2 separate regions of the Mus musculus genome follow, and region 2 is linked to region 1. A link is a contact called in public promoter capture Hi-C data. All regions are on one chromosome and are shown on one strand. Each heading gives the region's core, a stretch centred on a gene start, on an enhancer-like site or on the middle of the called end of the contact. The rest is flanking DNA. Distances are from core to core; before and after follow the strand shown.

Region 1 (5,411 bases), core at 1,370-3,869:
ATGACTGCCTCTAAAAGGGCCAAGAAGGCTGAACTGTACTTGTTGTTGCTGTTAATCTCCTGATTCCCCAAAGTTTCCAAAGTGATAAAAGCATTTCCAACTGCTGTGAAATTCACAATATTGAAGATGAACATGGACTTTCAGGAAATAGTGGTCCCTATGATGAGACTGGCTTTAATTTTTAAAATGTTATTACATTTAGTGTGTGTGTGTGTGTGTGTGTGTGTGTGTGTGTGTGTGTGACCCTTGGTGAAGTCTCATGACTTGTCATGGGCAGAACTCATGTTCCTACTCATTTACTATAGCTCCCTCTCTAGAGTTATTTGCTTCTATCTTGTGTGTAGCATGCATTAATTAGAGTCACTTACAGATTCTTAAAATGAAAAATGATCACACAGAGCAATAGATTTACACTGACTTAAAAATAAAACAAATCTTCAAATGCAGGACCATGAACAGGCCATAAAATCTGACTCCAGTTTCTTATGTAACTTCAACAACCTTACCTTGCTTCCTAATTAAAGCAAAAAGTGCTAAACATAAAGTGGATAATCATTACAGTTATTGTGCCATAAGGACCATAAAGAACCAGGTGCTTCCAGCATAGGAGGCAAAAATAACTTACCACTAACCTAGTTCAAAAAGAATGTCATTTAAATCAGTCACATTTTAAGAGCAGATCTTTGCCTACAAAACACAAATAAGTAAAGGCCAAAGGTAACTATACCACTCTTGAACTACAACAGACAATGAGATAAAGGCACTAAAACTAAAGTTCTTGCTTTTAAATTAGCTGATGCATATATATATGTGTACACATATATATATGCAGAGATCTAATACCACCACCTTGGGTAACTGGAAAAAAGATCATTATTCAGTGACAATGAGGTGATGGCATTCCACATAAGGCATTTGTAACACCTAGACGCTGGCTAATTGACTTTTGGATTTAACCCATAAATTCAAACATTTTACAAAAACACCTCCTCCACCATTGTACTACACAGTGAGCAAAAGGTGTTGCTTCTCACCTAAAATTCTCAATGTAGGCACACTTGAGCTCGCATGTGCACACGTGCTTGTGCATGCACACACACACATTCTCTCTCTCTCTATTGTATTCTCTCTGAGATCTCACTAAGCACACTGAAGGTGCAAACATTAGAAAGTATTGAGAAAAGAAAAGCTCTGTAGGAAAAATAAAGGTGTGTGTGTGTGTGTGTGTGTGTGTGTGTGTGTGTGTGTGTGTGTTGGAGATAGGTTCTCACTATGCTGCCCTGGCTGGCTTGTATCCCAGGCTGGCCTTGAACCTGTGGTCCTCCTATTTCTGTCTCTTCAGCATAGACCACCACCAACATACGCCTAAATGGTTAATTTTTTTTTTCTTAAGTGGGAGATTAAGAGATCCCTAGAGTAGGTGAGCAGGACTGTGTCAGAAGGAAAAAAAAAAAAAAAAAACGGATGTAGAAAGAAGATAAAACACGGAAAGAAGAGTTAGGGCCCGTGGGAGTTACTTAACAAGTAATTGGCAAAAATTAAGTCTAGTGTAAGATGCAATTCCTTTGAAAAATCACTTACTTTACCTCACCTGCAATTACTGTTATGATCTTAGAATTGTTACAGCCCTCCTGTTCCTTCTGAATGATTCTGTAACTTTAACACCCACTAAATGTTTTGTTTATCAAAAGATCCAAAAATCTATTTCCTTTCTTGTCAACTAATGAGATTTCTAAGTCCAATTAATTTGGCAGCTAAATAAGTGTTCCAACAACTTATCTTTCCATGTGGTTATTTATAGTCAATTGCTTTGTACTTTTTTCTATTTATGCATTCTTAGATCTAGCTTTTTCCAATGGTTCTCATCTTTCATGTCTTAATCAAAGGCAATCCCAACCCTCGAAGCTGAACCCGTTGAAAATTTCATCCTTTTACTAGAAATTTAGTCAGCCCCAGACACTTCTAAAAGACTACAGCGCGCGCGCAAACACACACACACACACACACACACACACACACACACACACACACACACACACACACACACCATTCCAGCCTGCGTTCCTGGACCTGTCATCTTTGATGCAGTGCGGCTGTCAAAGTAGGATGACAACTTGAAGAGAGAGTGAGGAGGGGGCATGTAGGACTAGAGAGGACTAAAGAAATTCACAAGGTTTGATCAAGACTGGCAGGCAAAAAAACTCCCACTCTCACTTCCGGCCGCATCCGCAGGCTGAGGGACCTGGCTTTGGTTGTCATGAGAGATTACAGTCTCTCTGCGCTTTCAAACAAGGGGCATCCGTGGTAAAGTTGTGCTCCTAACCCCTTCTGGGGCTAGTTGGGGGTCGCAGGCGAGTTCCAACACTAGTGAACCACTGGCGGGAAGTGGGCCGGACACCGTACCCCGATGCTCTCAGTGGCGCCGCTGACTCCCTGCCCCGTCCCGCGGCCGTACCTGTCCCGCAGAGCCTGCTGGAGCTGGCCCACCCTTTCGTAGTAGCTGGGGCTCGCCAAGGGCGCAGAGGTGGCGGAGGCCTGGCGCAGGCCACCACCACCGCCACCGCGCCCTCGCGGCATTGCCACAGGGCAGCTGGCGGGCCAGCGTTGCCCAAGGAGACCGCCCCAACATGCACCGCGGGTAAACAAGGCGCCTAGCGGCCTGAAGAGGGCGGGGCGAAGGGCGGGGCGCCGAGGAGGCGGGGTTAGCCGCGGTGTGGGTCCGGGAGGGGCGAAGACAGAGAGACTGGCAAGGGTGGAGCAGCCCTGGTGGTACAGGGAGAAGACAAGGGAGCTGTGTCACGTTCTCTCTGCTACCGCTGTGTTTCTCTTCCCCTACAGAATCCGTCCTACACGCATTCATTTTATCAGATGCAGTTTCTTATTTACCTTCCTAGAATTTGCAGTGAGAGACCCTGTGACAAGATTGTTTTGATACCAGCACTTAGAAAGCAAAACAAAAAGCTAGAAGAAAACAAAATTTAAGAACCGCAAATATGCCCTTGATCTCAGCACTACGGGCAGAGGCAGTAGGAATTCTGAGTTCGAGGCCAGTCTAATTTACAGAGTGAGTTCCAGGACAACAAAGACAACACAGAGAAACCTAGTCTCAAAACACCAAACCCCACCCCCAAACAAAATAAAACAAACAAACAAAGAAACCAAATATGCCATCCCACGCTGGAATGTTTTTCAATGCTCAGGTTGCCATCAGCCCTTTCAGGGGAGAAAGATTTGGTTTCTAACTAGGTCCTTGTGAATCAAACCGTTTACTTCTGCAGTCAATTCTCCAACAAGGCCCCCAGCCAGACTACATTGGCATAAACCCTATGTCCCACAACTCAGCTGTGACCATACAAAAAGCCTAGGTGCCCCAGAGTGAATTGGGCAGACTATTACAGCAAGACTAACTTAACCTTAGATCAGTTCAGAGGAACTACTGGTTATAAAGGCCCAGAACAGAATCAGTCTTTATTCTTGCCTCCATCAACATGGCAAAAGGCTTCCTGAAGAAAGACAACTGGATTCTAAAACCCACTTGGAATAGGAAATTAAAAAAAAAAAAATGTACACACGTACTTGTAGTCAATGTGGTTCCTTATCCTAGACTTTTAATTTTATGTCTCTTTTCTCAAGTCGGTAGTTTTATTTTCATGCAAAGCATCCCTGACACCAACATTTCTTTAATAGTGTGTCAGGACTCCATGGGGATTGCACCATATCTGAATGGGTTAGGGATAGGGAGCTGTGTGTCAAAAAGTTCAGCAACAGTAAACCGTTCCTGAATGTGTAATGACCAAAACTCAATTGAAAAATCAAGGCATAATAAATCTAAGCTGCTTCTGACGGCATGTGTCCGTGTCTTGTCCCACTATAACATGCTCACTATACACTGCACATGTCCATTGCGCTCTGACTTATAGTACCATACTGGCATTAGGGGAAGCAACGAAATGGTCAAGTCAGCAACCCTAAATTATGATTTTGCCTATCCTTCCTTCCTCATACTGTCTGCCTAAATGCTGAAAGGTAGAATATATCCATGTAATCTCAGGACTCAAGGGGACAGGCAGGAGGATCTCTAATTCCAGGCGGGCCTGACCGACCTTGGCTTAAAAACAAAAACATGTGGACCAGACGATGGCCCAGCAAATGAAACATGCTTTCTTTGCAGGTATGGCAATCTGAGTTTGATTTGATTCCCAAGAGTTGTTCTCTAACCTCTACTTGTACACTCTAACACACATGCATACACACACACACACACACACAAACATGCACACGTGTGCGCTTCATTGAATTAAAATGTCATAAATCAGCATAATGGGCTATAAGCAAAATAGGGTCTCTGCTCCTGCCTTGACCAATATACCTTTTTAAGAACATGGAAATACAGTCCATGTTCCTAAATATGTGGAATTTAGTTCTCTGATTCTTTCCTAATCCACCCCCTAATTTTCCACCCTAATTAAATTAATAATTCCCTAATTTCAGGGTTGCATGATGAGACACACCTCACTCACAGTAGGGATCCATGTGCCCGGCCTTCTCCCCATTCGACCAATCCCATCTGTATCCATATGTTTGTCTCAGCCTCCTTTTGGCCTAAAGCTAAATACTAGTGATGGTTCCTTATAAGAACGGCCCAGGAAAGAGATCTTTGAAGACTCTGGAGAGCAGTCTGGGACCCTCTGAGTTGGAAATGCCTGGATTCTGGGTACCTGGGACTGTGTTCTAGGAGTTGTGTGTGAACTGCCATGGGCATCCACTCGACCTCACATTAAGTGGTCAGGAAGGGACAAGAGCAGGCCTGTAATATGCAGATCTAGTGCAGGACCCTCTTGCCCAGTTGTAAGGTTAGCACTGATATGGCTTTTAGTTACTCTGTCAACTCATTCTATCACACTGATGTAGTGCTAGTGTACTGAGGTTAATTTACAGCCTGTAGTGTGATGCCTAATCATCATCTGCTTCATTGGATTTGGAATCACCTAGGAGACTCATGCCTTGGTTGAGGGTATTTCCAGAGAGATTTAAAGGAAGACAAAGATCCATCCTGAATGTAGCCTGCAGCATCCCAGGGGCTGTAAGGTCCAGGTGGAATAGAGACCGAGTCAACAAGAGAGCGTCAGAATTCCCTGTTCCTTGTTTCCTGTGTCTACCCAGATGTGAGGAGTTTCAGCTACACACGTTTGCTATAGTGAACTCTGACATCCCTTTCCTACCATGGCAGACTGTTCCCTCTTAACCCACAAACCAGAACGAATCCACCTTAAGGTGCTTCTGTTAGCATTTGATCACAGCAGTGAGAAAAGCAACCTATACATATCTAACTAAAGTTTTACTACAGTACTTTGGTAAGTCCTTCAAGGCCTGTAGATGACCAGGCCCCAACCCCAACCCCCAGACTATTC
Region 2 (5,316 bases), core at 2,729-5,228, 2.0 Mb before region 1:
CTGAGAGGCAGACCGTCAGCCTGTCTCATGGGTTAGACAGAACTTCTGACCACCTGGGGATCAATCCTGAAAGGAATTGTCACCTCAAGCCAGCCATCCTGTTTTCCTCTTGGTGGGAGCTTGTAAGCTGAAGCCCAGAAAAATGGGTGGAGCATCCTGCTGCTCCAGCCAGCTGCCTGTGTCCTCAGAAGTCCTTTCCCTATGCCTCTCCACTAGGCTGTAGTAAATCCATCCCTGCCTCTACTCTTGTAAATAGTCTGAGAATAAGAAGCAACCTGAACTCAAGACTAGCAGAATAGACAGTATCTACCTTCCTGTGAGTTGTAAAACAGTCAGATAGAAAACACTAGACACTGCTCGCCCACATCTCTCTACATGGAATACATCACAGTTTCCAGTGATAAGGGATCAACCCCACCCCAGCCCTAACACTGCAATGAAGCTCGAGCACAAAACCTGGAAGCACCCATCACACCATGAATTGGTAATAGGAAAAGGAGAGAAGGGGGAGAATACAGAAGTGGGTGCACAGGGGACTTCAGAGCCCAACCTCTAAGAGCCTCAGGCACTCTATAAGGGAAGCTTCAGGTTCTCCTATTATAAGAGGAGCCCTGTGGCTCAGCTCTTGGCTTCCTGCTTTTCTCAGAATGTCTGGAATGTCAGTCGTTTATCTGGAAACTGCAGGCCCCAGGACACAAACTATTCTTTCATGCTGAGCTGTGACCACTGAAGCCTGCCATCTCTTTGCCACTTCTAGCCCTGCCTCCAAGTGAGCTAGATGAAGAATAAGCAGACTTTTTAACCCAAGAGTTGTCTCACTTTCCACCTCTTACTGCACCTAACTGGAAGCTGTCCTTACAGTTCCTGAAAGTACACTTCTGTAGTGTCTGACCCTTGGGGATCAGAGGTACCACTCACAGGTCACCTACTCTCTCAAATAATTCTGAGCCAACCGTATAATAGAGATATGGCAGGCAGTATGGTCACAGAGGTCAACATGCATATCACTTCTCTCCAACATGCTCCCATCCACATTAGTCCACCTTGGACCTTCTTTCTAGTGAGAAATGATGGGATAAGGAGGGTTCTCCCTGGTTCAACTCACTCTCTGTAAAACAATGGTCCTGAGATTAGAGCCCCAGAAAAATCCAATGTCTACCCAGCATTCTGCTCAGAGAGACCTGGCCAGATGCAGCCCTCTTTCCTATCTGTCTGTCAGTCTGCCTCCCCTTTTCTATTTATCTAGGAAAATATCACATACAGGTGTTTAACGATTTCCACTTTACAAATGACAATTGCTTTTCTTGCCGCAGGTGCTTTATCTTGTAGGGCAGCATAAACATTATTACTCTGGTACTCATAGTGGGGTTAGGTTATAGCAATGCCTCAGGGTCCCCTATTCTAATCCTTAACATAAATACTCATTAGTGACATTGTTAGTATCTGTTAGATTCCTGCTGATAGGGTCTAATCCAGAGCTCAGACCCAAGGTCAGAGCAGAGATGTCACTAAGTTACCAGTACCTACCACCCCCAATATAATCCTTCTTTGTATCCTTTGAGAGCCCAGGACCTTCCAGTGTTCCTCTCAAAACCAGATACCTTCACTACCAGCTCATTTGTCACAGGGGCATTTTCAAGTACAGAACATAAGAGAGTGAGGTTGAAAGAAGAAATAAAGTCAGCTATCTGCATAGAACTCAACTCAATCCTGTCTACTCCCAGTGGTGCATAGTGAGCATGGGCTTGCTTGATCCTGAGCTGGAGGGTGTGTCTGCCTACACAGTATCCACTTGAACATATATTCTACCTGAAGAGAAAGGGAACTAAGAATCTGGTTAAGGAAACAGTGCAAAGGAACCTCATGGTGCTTCTGCCCCAGAGGGCCAGACACTGCTCTCACTACATGTTTACAGGAAGTCCAAGAATAGACAGAAAAATGAGCCTCCAGGGACAGATGGACTGGCAAGGGTCCAGTGGGCACCAACACGGACCAAAAAGGCACCAGGGAACTTTACAAGGTCAGCCACATGTGCTGAATTTGTGTGCACTCATTGAAATTATTTTATACACATAAAATAAGTCATATGTTAACAATACCTCACTCCTGGTAAGTCAGTGGAAACTATGTAACCTTCCAATCAGAGGGAAATCACAGACCCACAGTGAGGCTCCCTTAGGGGAGCAGCTCGAATAGACCTTGTGCTTGAATGTTCATCCTCAGCTGCCTGCCCTCTCACTAGCTTGTCCCATAGCCCTCAAGCCCCAGCCTTCCTCTAGCATCCACACAGCTGCCAGAGTTAGAGTCCTGGCCCTACCCCTTCCCTGCTTATGTAAACTTACCCCTTGCCAGTGTTCCTTGTTTCTAAACAGAAAAGCCCTGTTGGACCTCATCACCTAAGCAGGGGTCATTCCCTCTGACTGGTGCTATCTCCCTGGTCTAGGTGGAACTCCTCGACTGTTTGAATCCCAAAGGGATCTTTCAACTAATATCTACTGGCACCCATCTCTTGCTCCCCCTATCTCACTTTCTACAGAGCATTATAATCATCTGATCTTAATTATTGATCACCTCCCATACTACCACTAGCACAAACCTTAAACTTTAAAGCTTAAACCTTATGCAGTACTATAGCCACCAGCATCAGCAGTTAGCAGATGTGGAAAGGGGGGTCAGACTGAGTGAACATTGGTCCTAAATGTTACAAATATACACAGACTCTAAAGGATTACTATACACATTAAGGAATATAATCTGTTTCCTTAAGAGTTATTATTATATATTGAAATTACATTTGATAGGTTAAATAAAACGTATTAAAGACTTCAATATTTGGGTTTTGTTATCACTGATTTGTCTGTTTGTTTTTTAACAAGAGGGTCTCACTGTGTAGCCCTGTCTTCTCCTCCTCCTCCTCCTCCTCCTCCTCCTCCTCCTCCTCCTCCTCCTCCTCCTCCACCTCCTCCTCCACCTCCTCCCCCTCCCCCTCTCCCTCTCCCTCTCCCTCTCCCTCTCCCTCTCCCTCTCTCCCTCCCTCTCCCTCTCCCCCTCCCTCTCCCTCTCCCCCTCCCCCTCCTCCTCCTTCTTCTTTTTCTTCTAAGATTTCACTGTGTAGCCCTTGCTGGCCTGGAACCAGAGATGTAGACCAAGCTGGTCTTGAACACAGATCTACCTACTTCTGCCTTCCATGTACTGGAATTAAATACATGCGCCATCATACCCAGCCTCATACCGTAGTTTTTAACCTGTCTACTAGGAAGCATAAAAGACACATGGGTTCATCTTAGATGGATATACTGGGCAGCCTGTTACAATATCCATTCGGGGCTTGGCCTCCTGTGGTATCTCCAGGCCCTAGAGTGGCCTGGTCTAGGAAGAAGCCTAGGATGGTTTCTTTAAGGATAATGAGTAGTTACACAGAATGCTGCACACTTCCCCACTCCCCCAAGATCAATTTATTTTCCTTTGACAAGTATCTTAGGACAGGGCCTTCAGGAAAATGAAATAATAGCCCTGCTCCGAGCATTCCCACATAGTGACCCTGCTCTCCATCAAGTGATCGAGGCTGAACTTTGAAGATGCAGGAAATTAAAGACTCGTTGCCCTTTTCCTTTCTGGAGAAACAGGGTTCAGATGTCACTGGCATTTTAGGGTCCAGAGAGCAATGACCAACTTCTCTGGTGAAACCACACTTCATGAAACAGGGAACTTGGAGTAAAAGGGGAAGCTGTGGAAAAGGGCACAGAAGAGGAACTGGTAAGAACAGAAAGCTAAGAGTGAAGAAGGAAGGGAGAGGCGGGGCAGGGATGGGGGAGGGGAGGCTCAGCAGGGAATGGGAATCTGGCAGCTCTTTAAGAGGTATCTGACCTACAAGGCAAGAACAGACTAGCAGCTGACTGAAGCAGAGGGAGGGCGGGGCCGTTCGGAAGAGGAGGCGGGGCCCGCTAGGGGGCAGACGGAAAAGGGAGGGTGGCCGCCGGAAAAGGAGGAGCCAGGAGAGGCGGGCGGGTCCCTAACGCTCGCATTTGGGTAAAAGTCGCACGGAGTAGCAGCGTCTGTTCTGCACCAACTCAGAGTCTTGTTGGAGCTTTATCCCTTTGTCCTAGCCAACCATGGCCAGCCCGCTGCGCTCCTTGCTGTTCCTGCTGGCCGTCCTGGCCGTGGCCTGGGCGGCGACCCCAAAACAAGGCCCGCGAATGTTGGGAGCCCCGGAGGAGGCAGATGCCAATGAGGAAGGCGTGCGGCGAGCGTTGGACTTCGCTGTGAGCGAGTACAACAAGGGCAGCAACGATGCGTACCACAGCCGCGCCATACAGGTGGTGAGAGCTCGTAAGCAGGTACGTGTCCCTGCTGTCCCCTGCTCTCCCGACGTCTCCAGGCCGCTCCCACCCAGGCACCCCTAGCTAGGGCGCGGTTTGCATCTGCAGTTGTTAATCAACACCTTTGCTTCTTATGGGAGCGGTCCTCTCTCTTCCTTTCTTCTCTGGTCTACTCATTGTGTTAACATTCATCTTTTGTTTATTCTGGAACTCAGAAGAGCCCAGCGGGTGGGCCTCCTAGCTCTGTTTCCAAAAGGCCACCCAGAGAAGGTACTAAGGATGTAGGTCAAACGCTCCCTGGGCGGAGCTCACCTCCCTTAGCCGCCTGGGGTCAATGTCAACTGCTAATGATCTGGCTTCACTTAATCGCGCTACTTGAAACTCATTCTGACAGACGGCAGATTTCACCCCATCCTTCCAGTAAACACTTGGCCATGTTCCAATCTCCTTGCTCTACTCAGGAGCACGTGTACGTGGGTGTGTGTTTATAGTCACTTATTTTTGTGTATACTTTCAGAGTCAACACTTCCGGAAAACAAGGGCATTCTCTACATACCCAAGATTCCATTTGGAAAATTGGGAACCCACGAACACTCAGGTCCTTCACTCAAAGTCTCAGTTTGCTGGTCTCCACTATGGACTCTGCTAGCAAGGGCCATTTCTATCCAGTCTGGCAGCCTGTCTTTTTCTCTGAGCACTGCCTGTGCTGCCTTGCTGTTTTGGTAGCACTGTAGAATGGTCCAGACAGCTGTGGTGATCAGTCCTGTACCACACAGTCAGGCTCCCTTCAGCCATGACTCGGTTTGTGATGGGTGAACCTCAAAGCTAAACAACCCCTTGATGCTGCAGCCGTATTAGCTTGTACACAGTGTGGCCAGGGCACATTTCTCAGAAGGAGCCTCTATCCTTAAGGGACACATAACTGTGTAGATTGGTGTCTGAGTTTCTTGGCTGTCATGTTGGTGCAGGTCACCAGGCAGGTCCCCTTGTGTCTTCT

The links. Capture Hi-C pulls out chosen DNA fragments and counts their contacts.
Region 2: a promoter capture Hi-C map of adipose tissue shows a contact between it and region 1, with 3 times the contacts expected there. The contact joins the promoter of Cst3 here to the promoter of Kiz in region 1. A contact is called at or near these places in 4 of 39 promoter capture datasets (embryonic stem cells, liver, neutrophils and 1 more) and 1 of 9 other capture datasets (adipose tissue).

What each region holds. Positions count from the first base shown.
Region 1 is chr2:146,853,088-146,858,498 of GRCm38.p6, reverse strand. It overlaps Kiz (kizuna centrosomal protein), which reads right to left and starts at 2,619. Exons shown (of 14, transcript NM_001033298.4): 1 at 2,456-2,619. The coding sequence starts at 2,577.
Region 2 is chr2:148,874,174-148,879,489 of GRCm38.p6, reverse strand. It overlaps Cst3 (cystatin C), which reads left to right and starts at 3,978. Exons shown (of 3, transcript NM_009976.4): 1 at 3,978-4,337. The coding sequence starts at 4,113.